Linked DNA regions of Mus musculus: region 1 is linked to region 2. The links are chromatin contacts, called in public HiCAR-type maps. All regions are on one chromosome and are shown on one strand. Each heading gives the region's core, a stretch centred on a gene start, on an enhancer-like site or on the middle of the called end of the contact. The rest is flanking DNA. Distances are from core to core; before and after follow the strand shown.

Region 1 (3,358 bases), core at 747-3,246, 1.8 Mb after region 2:
CCAGGTCCTTGTGTGCACTCAGAAAGCAGAGAGAAAAAAGGAAGCCTATGCTTAGCTTGCTATCCCCTTCTTGTTTGGGCCAAGTGTGAAATGTATAGATGGTCCTATGCATGTAGATTGGGTCTTCACACTTCAGCTAACCTTACATGGATACTCCCTCACAGAGAGTCAGTGATTCTAGATCAGTGGTTTTTGGTCTACCATTGGCAACTCCTTTGGCATACCCGATATCTTGCATCTCAGATATTTATAGTATGGTTCATAACAGAGGCAAAATGAGTTGTGAAGTCTCTGATAATAATTTGTGTTTGGGGGGGTCACTGCAACATGAGGGAGTGTATTAAAGGGTCACACAGCATTAGGAAAGTTGAGAATCACTGTTCAAGATCCTCTTATTGGACAATCAGTATTAATCATCACAGAAAGTAACGAGAAGAGCACAGAGTACATCTGGAATTTGTAAAGGGCCAAGGTCGCCAGGACAAGTAGTAACTTCTCAGAAATGTGGCTTCTGGTACTAGCATACCAGTAGGCATCTCATAGTGATACAGAGTCATAATGACACAAGTGTGTTGTGCACTAATTTTCCATACAAACATCAATAAAGATACTATTGTTGCCTTCTTACCCAATATGCAATTAGTGTTTATCACTGAGTTACTTAGAAAAAGAACTGGATCTTTCATTAAAGGATTTGTGTTGAAAAACTGAGAAGAATTAAGTGCAGTTTCCATTGATTTGATAGATTTATACATTAACCTAGATTCTAAAATGTAAGAAAAAATATTTTGGTCCTTCAAAGAAAAGGTGAGGTTCATGTTTGATGTCTTTATGGTTAGCTAATCCTTTCAAACAGACCCCTTTCTATTCTCAGGCAAGGTCAATGATAGCAGAGAGTGTCCATGTTCAATTCCTGGATCCCTACATCTAATGATCTATCTCTTATGGATAGCCGTAGTTACATTGATGAGCAAAGTCAGCTCTATGGATTCTCTTGACAGATCAATGCTTTCAGACAACCCTGATTTATTGGGAGAAAATGAACATGGTTTTCAAATAGGAGAGGATCAGTTTAATAATTCTATTGGCTTCAGGTTGCTCTTGGAATAAATGATGATGATCTTTGCTGGGCAGTGGGCGTCGGGGAATAAAGGGAGTGGGAGAAAACTCGCATCCCACCAGAGTTCCCATGCTCTGAGTGGGTGGACGTGGGAGGACTGATTCATGCGTTCCACTCAGTTCTGGGTGGGTGTCTGGCTGTGTGAAGCTATGGACTCAGCCCACTGGGGTTGGACAAGAGGCAGCCCGAGGTCTCTGGGCCTCAATGAAGCCAGAGATAACAGGTTCTTAGTCTCTGGCGTCCCAGACACCACTGGACACCTCGGAAGACCTGAGAACAAAATGGAGGCCCTAGGGGCGGCTCAGTCATCCCTGTGGCTGAAGGGAAGAGAGGGCAGGGTGGAGAGGGGGCTCTGGGTGGTTCCCAGGCAGGTAAGAGTCCTTGGCCCGTGGTTAGAGTGTAGAAAGGCCTTCTAGCGGAAGGTTAGATGCAGCTCTTTAGGGGAAAGCCTATGCCATGGTTTAAGCACTTTGGGCCTTGATGAATAGAGACAGTCTATGGTTTTAGAGATTTATTGTAGAAAGGCAAAGAGAAAGATAGAAGGTAAAACAAAGAGAGAGGCCGGCCATGCCCACGTGGAGAGAGGGGGGAAAGGAGAGAGAAAAGGAGGGTTAGAGATGAGAGTAAGAAAAATGAGAGCTTAAAGAGAGTGAGGAGGGGCCAAGCAGCCCCTTTTATAGTGGGCCAGCTACCTTGCTGTTGCCAGGTAACTGTGCGGAGGTGCATACCTGGCTATAGTCAGGTAACTGTGGGGACGGAATCTAGCCAGAATGTCAGAAGCTTGGGACATTGTCTGTGTAACTTATAGTCGCAGAATTATGGTGATGCGGGCTTTGTGGTGTCTCTGGGAATGTGGCTCACTGTTCCATCCCTTGTAGAGTTTCCTACTGGGTCTCCACTGGGTCACCCACTGGAGCAAGCCTCATTCAACCAGAACAGGCTGCCTTTCATGGCCCCACAGATCTGCCATAAGCACAACATTTAACGTGAAGAGAAAAAGGTAAGAAGATGAGAAAGGGAGGCTCTGAACTGATTTGGAAAATGACTCCTTTCTGAAGAGATCATAAGTACTGTATGAAGGGAGGTAGGAGAAAGAAGAGGGAGGCTTCAGGGCAAAGGGAAGAAAACTTGCATCCTCTAAAAAAACAACATGAACTGGGACACAGACAAAGTATAATTGTCTGAAGGAAAGATGATGAGAGGTGGTTGGAATGGGATTACACAGGGTCCCTGCAAGTCATGGAAAATAATGCGGATTTTACATAATTGCTATGGGAACCACTGTAGGATTTCAGGCAGGAGACTGGTATGATTTGATTTACATATGTAAAAGGTCATTCTCTCTTCTGTGTAGAGGGAAACTCGGGGGGGGGGGGGGGATCAGAGGGAGACTGGAGTACAACCACAACAGCCCAGGTAAGAGATGCTACTGTCTGGGATTCTGCTTGAAGCAATGGAAAGCCTTAGAAATGGATGAATTCAAGATGTAGATTAGAAGGTGAGCCACATCACCATTAGAGAATGCGATGATTCATGTAATTCACAAGTAAATTTTCCAAATACCTAACAGTTAACGTCAAACACAAAAATTTATTTTTTTGAAAAAGAAAACAAAATATGTTTTCATGGGAAATCATTCAAAATTGAACAAAACATTTCTTGAATTTTTTTTTATCCTTCTTTAGAAGATTTCTACCAAACTCACAAGTTATTTTGACTCTAAATCCTTCTCTCCATTTCTGTCTGCCATCTGACACATTTCTCTGTCAATTTCTTGAGTTCCTCAAATTCAATTACTTTCACTCCATATGTTAAAGATCTGGTTGTTTTGAGGCAAGTCTTAATTAGGATGAAAAGATTATTTTTCACTTAATCTAATCCACACGTTGGCTACACCATTTAGATGGGCGCCGCACCTGGCTGACTCGGGGCAGCATCTGCTGGCCCAGACTGCTGCTCAGCCTGCGCGCACTAAGGCCTCCGTCTAACCAGAATTATCTTTGCTTTGAGTCAAGAATCAGATTTAACTGATATAACCCACTAAGGTTAAAATCAGCATGATCCGTACTTACTAATGCCACATATGCAGACATTTGCAAGAACGTGTCTTTCCATTTAGTTCCAATATCTGTTTATGCTTATTTTCCAGTGTTCTAGATGAGTTCGTGGAAATGCTAGATTACAAAAGCTTAACAGGTGATGTTCTTTTCTTCTCTTCTCTCTCTCAAATAATGAATG
Region 2 (3,305 bases), core at 199-2,698:
ATTGTTTTCCTTTGTCCCTCTTAACTCTGCTCCAGAACTGCTAGATCAGAACCAAAACTGATCGTAACTTGTGGATGTTTGTGAAAGCAGTTCAGACAAAAGCAAGCTTTGAGATTCTAAAGCTGGAGATGAGAAATTTAGAATGGGGGGGGGGAGGAGGAAGAGGAGGGAGAGGAAGAGGAGGAAGAAGAGAGAGAGACAAAGAGACAGAGAGAGAATATTTAAACAAACATCATTCAATCTGGTATAAGTTCTTGCCTAAGTTCAGCTTCTATGAATAGGAGACTTTATACATATTAGCAATGCTATTTGATTTGAAAAAAATATCAAATTGCTATTTGGAATTTTAGTAAGATGAACAGAAGTGAATTAGACACCAAAGCTAGGGACATTAAGGGACATTGGATTACCTTGAATGTGGGCTGTGATAGGAGATGGTTAAAAGGTAGAAGTCTAAACACTGTTCAACCAGATTTCAGTTTCATGGAGCTGCAAAACATGTCTTAAGAGAGGCTTGTTCCCTCCTTCGAGACACTGCCTCTCTCTCCACCGGCGTCTGCTTTTCTTCTGAAACACTTTCATAATCAAGTGACTTTCCTTGCATGGGTGCCTGGGGACAGCGGGGATTTCTCTGAGGATGAAGAAAGTTACATATTGATTACAGTTGCTTGCGGCGTGTTTGCTCCCGAGCTAGCTAGCACAGACAGATCTCTAACACTGCACTTTCCTGGCGTTCACCGAAATAAACATCCCACCGTGAGAAAACGCGTACATACACCACACACACACACACACACACACACACACACACGCTCTCTCTCTCTCTCTCTCTCTCTCTCTCTCTCTCTCTCTCTCTCTCTCTCTCTCTCGCTCTCTCTCGGGCGCGCGCACGCATGCGCGCGCACGCACCCACTCCGCACCTCCAGATGAGTGCACAAGGAGTCAGAAAATCCGCAACTCCCTTGGCCCAGTGTTTGTGTGTGTGTGTGTGTGTGTGTGTGTGTCTGTGTGTGTCTGTGTGTAAGCTGACGACGTGGGTTGGTGTGTGGACTAGAAGGCACCAGGAAGACCGCAGCTGCCTCTCTCTGCAAAGTATACGGTGATTCCCCACGCCTGGCTTTACATCCTATCCCCAGTTGAAATCAAATCACTGCCAAACTTTTCTCTTTCTAGAGGAAGACACCCTCTAAACACCAGGGCTACCACGGCTCAGCCCTGGGCGCCGCCGCCGAGACTTAGCGCGGGCTCTGCGGGCCTTGATGCTCTCCGGTCGGACTCAAGCTAGTCAATGACTCTAAAGAGCTGGGGCTGCTGGCCCCGCCCCCGCCTGCCGTTTCTCCGCCTCCCATTGGGCGTGGGCCGAGAAGGCAGGGTCTGGCTCCCCACGCCGATTGGCTGGCAGAGAATCAGTATCAATGTTTAAGCGGCGGCGTGAGGTGAATAGAGTCAGTCAGCAAGAGACGCTGGGGAGAGAATCCGGACTGCGAGCCCGGCGGCTGCCGCAGCGGAGGAGGGCGGCTCGGAGACGGTACTCCAACTGTTGAATTGAATTTTTCACCTTCCATTTCCTCCGCGTCTTGGCTGGCGGAGATGGATTTATTCGGTTTGAAACCTGCACGTCTTTCTCAGGCTTTGGGGTGATCCTGACAGGCACCGCACTAGACTGAAAGAGACCACTCGTGACAGAAAAAAAAAAAAGGAGGAATTAAAATTTAAAAAAAACCTCCACAACAGACTGCACAATTAGCTATGCACACCGATGCTGGACTTTGTGAACAGAGACCGTTGGGAGGAAAATCTTGAACTATGATCCTGGGCTAAGCTGTGAATCATTACTGGAAACGTGCCCCCACCCCTAAGACTGAGAGATTTGGGGGCATCTCACGCCTAACCAAGTGGAAAGGTTTTTTTTAAAAAACAAATAAATATTCGTAAGCAAAGCAGACGCCTTGTTTTGCAGAGCCTCGGACTCCGGCCGAAAGAGGTAGAGTAAAAGTGTTCCTGGATTCAGCTTTGCCTTCCTCCCCCCACGCTTTTTCTCGTTTTTCTTCCCCCACCCCCGACGTGATTCCGGCTTTTTTGTTGTTGTTGTTTGTTTTTTTTTTGTTTTTGTTTTTGTTTTTCCTATTGAGTGGTCAGAGAAAGCCTTAAGAAGAAGCCTCAACTAAGGACTGCGAAGGGAGGACCGTGAGGGGAGAGTGAATACGATTCGTTCCGCTGCTTCTGACTCATCCCGCAGATGAGAACACCTGCATTTCTGGATGTGTCATTCCCGTATACCGAGGCGCTGGGAGAAGCGGAAATAATGTGTAGATCAACCCGTGCCTAACCTCCCCTCGGAGGTGGAGGAGGTAGTTTCCCCGGGTGGGCGCCCTGGCAGAACCGCGGTGGCTGCAGCTCCTCACCCTCTCTGCCTTTCCCAAGTCGACCAGAGACCGTGTGTGAGCCAGACTGCAGAATGCATCACGCCAAGCCTTGATGTATTCCGTCGACTCTACTCCTCCAATTTAAAATAATAATAATAATAAGGGGGGAAAAAGCCTACACTGTTATTCTCTTCAAATATTCACCACTCTTGTTCCTCGCCAAGGTTTTCCTTTCTAGATGAAAAGGAGGCTGGGCCACTGGAAGGAGGTGCTGAATAGAAAGAAAAGAGAGCCACTTGACAGCCCAGCCCTGTGAATGCAGAGACTGTTTCCCTTCTAGCGAGAGACAGGGCAGTGTGTGTGTGTGTGTGTGTGTGTGTGTGTGTGTGTGTGTGCTAGGACTGGGAGGGTAGCTCCCTCCTCCTTTCTAGTCTGCCCTCCCCCCTCCCCCCCCCCCTCAAATCTGCACGTCTAACCATGAGTTGCCTGTTGATTTCCTTTCGCCTGGCAAGAAAAGCAAACTGGAATTAAACTGCAGGGAGAGAAGTCTTTGCTTGCTGGAAGAGGATGGGATGGTAGTGGCGGCTCCCGGATTGGCATAGAGACACACCAGAGTGTTCTACGAACAGAGGCGGAGATATATCTCTATATTTTTCTCCTCCCAATAGGCTCTCGGCGCAAATGCTGATCAGGCTGTGGCTTTCTTGATTTTGGGGGAGAACCCTCTCCGAGGAAGAGAGGGAGGAGCTTGGTAGGGGGAGGAAACTACAAATCGGGACACTTTTTTTTCCTCTGCATTTCCTCCCCTCCCTCTGGCTGCTCGGAAAGAAGAGAGAAAAAGAAGAGGGAGAGAGAAAAAAAGACTTGGCTCGGAGATGCAGTCCGCTGCCGCCGCCGCCTAAACCAGCAAGGCAAGATTAGATCTTTAAATGCAGCAAT

The links. HiCAR-type assays count read pairs that join an accessible place to other places.
Region 1: a contact with region 2 is called in a HiCAR-type map of astrocytes, with 2.2 times the contacts expected there. The contact joins the promoter of 4930529K09Rik here to the promoter of Pcdh17 in region 2. A contact is called at or near these places in 6 of 39 promoter capture datasets (cranial neural crest, frontonasal cranial neural crest, hippocampal neurons and 3 more), 3 of 484 Hi-C or Micro-C datasets (cerebral cortex and cortical neurons) and 6 of 115 datasets of contacts at active chromatin or transcription factors (astrocytes, embryonic forebrain, embryonic midbrain and 3 more).

Annotation. Positions count from the first base shown.
Region 1 is chr14:86,243,974-86,247,331 of GRCm38.p6, forward strand. It overlaps 4930529K09Rik (RIKEN cDNA 4930529K09 gene), which reads left to right and starts at 1,997. Exons shown (of 4, transcript NR_040457.1): 1 at 1,997-2,120.
Region 2 is chr14:84,442,115-84,445,419 of GRCm38.p6, forward strand. It overlaps Pcdh17 (protocadherin 17), which reads left to right and starts at 1,449. Exons shown (of 4, transcript NM_001013753.2): 1 at 1,449-3,305. Gm32498 (predicted gene, 32498) reads right to left here and starts at 1,290. Exons shown (of 4, transcript NR_168882.1): 1 at 411-1,290; 2 at 1-122.